2 separate regions of the Capsicum annuum genome follow, and region 2 is linked to region 1. A link is a contact called in public Hi-C data. All regions are on one chromosome and are shown on one strand. The core of a region is the stretch at or near the end of the contact, and the rest is flanking DNA. Distances in the headings are between cores, read along the strand shown. Region 1 overlaps LOC124900042 (a long non-coding RNA gene). Region 2 has its middle 15 kb from the start of LOC107856285.

Region 1 (2,700 bases), core at 176-2,675:
ACCAATATCTTTAACAAAACTGGCTTTACCGAACTTTTCTGGTTGGTTTCTCTTCGATTTTTGAGCTTTCTTTTTATCTTTATTCTTCATATTTGGATAATCCTTATTTTTTAGAAAAAGGTTATAGACTCTATAAATAGAGGCTCCTTTCTTCTAGTTTTGTAGCATCCACAATGTAGTCCTAGGGGTTTGAGAGTTTCATTTGGGGGGAGACTTTGTGAGACACAAGCATTGCGGTATCACTTGTTAAACCTATTTTTATTTTGAGTGAATTATGTGAGATTGTCTTTCTTGACAATTTGTACTCTCTTTTATATAATGGATTGCTTATCTCCTTTTGTGGATGTAGGTCGATAGACTGAACAATGTTAAATTCTTGTGTCTCTTTTGGTGTATTTCTCATTTATCTTTTTATTCATGGTCTTTCGAGGTTTGCTTTGTTAGATTTCGCATGACACCTGATTATTTCGGTCCTAACAAGTGGTATCAGAGCGAGGTTAAAATTGGGTCTTCATCTTGGCGGATTCAGTTCTAGTCGTAACCTATTAGATGATAACGAAGATTTTGGTTCAAGAAATTTTATCAAAGTGTTACTATGTGCAGAGGCAAGATTTAATGGAGGAGATTTTTGAGATGGAGATTTAACTTGTTGAAGACTACATAAAGAAGGTGGAACAAATTTATTTTATTAGAAATTCAGGCCAAGAGGGAGAATTGTTGGTGTTTGTCCTGAATTTCTTACCATAATTGGGTTTTCCTTTAAGTACCATAATTGAGTTTCCTTTTAGGAAAAGAAAAACATATTCTCCATATTAGGCTAATCCTTGTTCTTGTAGGAAAAGGTTATAGACTCTATAAACAGAAACTCCATTCTTCTAGCATCCATAATGTAGTCCTAGGGGTTTGAGAGTTTCGTTTGGGGGAGACTTTGTGAGACACAAGCGTTGCAGTATCATTTGTGTGAACCTCTTTTTATTTTGAGTGAATGACCTTGGTTGATATAGTTGTATAAATTTCATTGGGTCTGAACAATTTGAAATCATAAAGACACCTACTAAGATATGAAGTAAAAATTTCACACTTTGTTCATTTGACCATCCTAAGAAAAGAGGTACGCATTTTTTTCTAATGTGATAAGACAACGTTTTAAGTTTAATGTCATCTTTCCTATTATTTTTTTTCCATTGTAGCAAGAGTTCAATGTACCTAAAAAGTGAATGCCTTTCTATCCATTATGATGAGTTTGGAGTGTCACAATTTGGCATTTAGATGAGGACTCGACAGATAACTCAGAACATATTTGTATCTACATGTTTCAATTCGTAATTTACATTTAAGTGAAAGCGGCTGAAATGTCATTGTCAACTCTGAAAGTGATGCTCATTGTTAATGTATGAATTATCTCAGACGGATTTCAACCCAAATGAACCTGTTATATTGGAATCAAGTTCACTCATTTAGTCATACTAGTGTCACGACACGTGCGTTGCACGTGAGTCTTGTTAAATGTGTCTTTATTGTCAAACATTAGAGTTAGCACTTTCATTGTAAATAAAATCGTTGTGATTTATTTAATAAAAATGATATGAAAGTATAGATGAATGAATATAGTAAAAAAAAATATTTTGCTTTTTCCATGTTGATGAGTTTTGTCATGTATTTTGTTGTAACAATAAGTCCATATACGGGTGAAAATTTATATTGTAGTTAAAACTAATAATTATTTAAATCATTGATGTTATATAATAATGTAATGAAACAATTCTCACCTAATACTTCTTTATAGACAATATTGCCGGTATATGTTTCTTTCATTCATTTGGGTTGCTCTGCATACTCTACACGGGAAACCACCCTCAAAGAATTCCCTTTCCTCTGTTGGCCTCATTCTTAATAGTGGGTTGAACCTCCATATTTCTATAGAACACTCTGATTTATAAGAGATACTTTAACCAGAGAGCTTATAAGTTTCTCAACTATCCCGTTCGTATGCTTTTGCTTTTTAAGTTCTCTGAAAATGCATCCACACCGGATCAAAGTAGACACAGATAGAGAGACAGAACAGACGCACACACACATATATACATACATACATACCTCATACACATGCTAAAAAGGCAGCTGATTAAAGCTAAAGATAAATCACTGGCATACAGGCGATGGTCAACAACCATGAAAAATCCTTTTTGTTACTCCAATTACCTCATTTTTGAGCTAAAACTTGATAGAGCACTGCATCTAAAATGGGGTGTTTCAAAAAAAACTGAACATAATTGGGTAATTCAATTCCCGAGATCTGATCATTAAATAGTTGTCGTACATTTTAGGGCTCAGGTTTTGTTGTTCTAACATGTAAAAAGAAAGCGACATCGCCATGGCTGTAGATACCGATTAATAGATACTGGTTTACAGATGATGCCATGCCGAGTCACCCAGCCAAGTTACGGGTCAGATCCTCTCAATGCAAAGAAAATCAGCATCACAACCCATTTTTCAGATCAATCAACATTCTCGCAAATGGCCCATTAAAAGGGGCTTCCTTGTTGTGTCATTTCTACCTGGTATTTTACAGGGACATAAAAGTAATTAATTGCGAAAATCAGCTGTAGCAGTAGCAGAAGAAGAAACTGGAATAAGCATACATATATATAACACGGAAATCAATATTATTGTTCTTTTTTCTTCTGAAAAGGTTATAGG
Region 2 (2,761 bases), core at 17-2,516, 270 kb before region 1:
GATATATATACATCTCTGATGCATAGCTATACATTATATATACATGATTATATACTATTTATACAATATTGATACACTACATAATTGTTTTTATAATATCGACACTTTACATATGTATTACATATACAGCGACATTTTTGTAAACTGAAATCATCACCTATTATTATATAACAAGATTCATTACTCAAGACAACGAATTATTCTTACCATAAGAAGGAAGTGGAGATTTGTGCATGCAGTAGATGTAAAGAGTCGAACTAGATCTACCAATATATAGCAGACACTTTTTTTGAGTTATTTTTTATGCAAAAATTCATGACTATATTTATCGCAAACTAATTACTTTAATTGTTTATATATGGACTTTTTCCAAATTTAAAACCAAAGTGAAAATTTTATGATAAAGAATAGAAAATTCACTAGTATAGAAGCTAATTACTTCCTCAATCACTAGTTTTTCAATTAAATATCATACCACTAAAATAGAAGTTGAATACACGATTAAGACGCTTCGATATATGATTATTTTTTTTTCTTGTACAAATATATGGTTCATTCGCACTAGATTCATGTACCTTAGATAAATTTGTATATATCCATATGTATCGGCAGGAGGGTTATAACATGTAACCGCATGTATCCGGGGGAGAACTGTTAAGAAGTGATATATGTATTATGTAATTAATTTAAAGTAGTGAGAAAATAAATAAATATAATATGGATGTTTGGTTATTTAGATAGTTTTGGAAAAATGACCCGAGCTAGCCCATCTCAAAACAATTAGCCACATTTGGGTCATTGAATATGGAGTGGTCAGCCGACCATTTTAATTCCACTAATTAACCTTTTACTAATTTGGATCATTTTGAGTTAGGTAGTTCAGATACAGTTCATATACTATACTGATACAATCCATATATAAAATAGAGAAACGAATTTATGGGTAGAAATTATATCATTGTTATATAGAATATGCATTCTTTTAATATGATGTGCATAAAATTTGTACCATTATTGTATAAATATGTAATATGTATAAGATACATATAGAAATTGTATCTTTATTGCACAGAATACATATATATAAAAGATATGTGGCAAATTTATTTCTGTATTGTATAAAGCTGCAAGCAAATAACTAGAAATGAAATTAAAACTCAATAGTCATTTTTGTGTCAATAATTTTAGCCAAAGTTCTATTTGTGTCCTTTCTTCAAAATTTCGTGGGTGGTCTTAAATTATTTGAAAAAAAGGACAGAAATGGACATTCCGTTAAAAGTATTGACAACCGAATGATGGAGGAATTTTATATCCCATATATAGCCATATGCGGGTGCTTCTATTTTTCTTTTTGCTACATTCTACTTTTTTAATTATTTTTTTTGATTGCTTTACTTTTTCTCTTGATGCTTTCTAGTTTTTTCTTTTTTTTTTTTGGGTGTAGGGGTGGGGGTGGGTGGGTGGTGGGTGGGGGTTGTTTAAGTTTTTACTTATTTTTTTAAAACTTCTTTTACTCTATTAATTGGTGTACTTTTTTAATAATAAAATATAATTTTATATTTTTTCCCTAAAATATGATGGAGATGATTAGAATAGAAAAAAAGTCAATTTACTGTAGTTTTTCATGTCTATTTTTTTCTATAATGTATGTATAATGTATGTATGTATGTATGTATGTATGTATGTATGTGTATATATATATGCTATGGCGTGAAATCCAAGAGAGTTCATGTATCCTTAATGCTCTCTTTAATAGGGTCGCCTCATATTTTTCTTAAACTAATTAGTCAGCCTTGGGGGAGAATGATGATGGAGATGTATTACGGACTTCTCCTGTTCATTAACTCGAACCTCATTCTTCTGCAGTTGATGCTACGGATTAGCCTCACTCTTTATGCCAATAACTTTGCTTAGTATTTTCTGCCGACTGTCAGCCTGTTCAGCTGACCTCAGAGGATTCCTGTCACTCGGCACAACATGTTTATTCTCGACGGTGATTACAATCTCTTTCCTAGGGTCAGGCTACTCCAAAAAACCAGCAGTCTAGCCCAGTTACTTCCCTTCCAGTCACTTCCTAAAATTATGGATCCCGCTCTCACCTTCGTCGATTCTCTCAAGTTTCTTATCCTGTTGAAGGCTTATGAATCGTTTTCCCCAAAACATCGAGCTTACCTTATCTCAGTTCAATCTTCTCATGAACCTGAATCATTTTCTGAAGCCTCCAATCATTCTTGCTGAAGAGATGCTATACAGGAAAAAATTAATGCCTAGGGAAAAAGTAATAAGACTTAGTCTTATTACCTGCAGGGGAAAAAGCTATTAGATGCAAATGGATTTACAAGATCAAGCATAAAGCATATGGCTTGGTAGATAGATACAAACCTAGATTAGTAGCTAAAGTATTCCTTCAAGAATATTGAGTCGAACCCCTTTTCTTACAGTTAAGTGGCCCAAGGTCCCCCTTTATAGATAGGGAAAATATTTGCTTCAGGTTGCTAAACACCATTCGTGGCATTCTTGTATTGGCTATAATCAAAAGGTGACCTTATTTTAATTTGACGTGCAAAATAGAATGCCTTTCAACAACATAAGGGAAGGGGACAAGAATAAGTTTCTATTCAACCTCCGCCAACTCCAGGCTTCTCTTCTCCAAGGAATCTTAACTTGGTATGCAAGCTCAAGAAAGCGATTTATGTTACGTCTTCCGGCTTGCTAAAGAAGGCACAAAAGCTTGGTTTGAAAGGTCACAACAACATGTATA

What was found. A called contact is a pair of places that touch in the nucleus more often than the background predicts.
Region 2: a contact with region 1 is called in a Hi-C map of leaf, with 2.7 times the contacts expected there. The contact joins two enhancer-like sites. A contact is called at or near these places in 2 of 5 Hi-C or Micro-C datasets (leaf and placenta).

The regions. Positions count from the first base shown.
Region 1 is chr7:17,263,921-17,266,620 of UCD10Xv1.1, reverse strand. LOC124900042 (a long non-coding RNA gene) reads right to left here. Exons shown (of 2, transcript XR_007057626.1): 2 at 2,252-2,558. Among protein-coding and RNA genes, the nearest start is that of LOC124900042, 9.7 kb to the right of the region's middle. Within about 2 kb of position 1,425, at least 2 of the 5 cell types and tissues checked have an H3K27ac peak or open chromatin away from gene starts, as enhancers often do.
Region 2 is chr7:17,529,871-17,532,631 of UCD10Xv1.1, reverse strand. No RefSeq gene overlaps it. Among protein-coding and RNA genes, the nearest start is that of LOC107856285, 15 kb to the left of the region's middle. Within about 2 kb of position 1,266, at least 1 of the 5 cell types and tissues checked has an H3K27ac peak or open chromatin away from gene starts, as enhancers often do.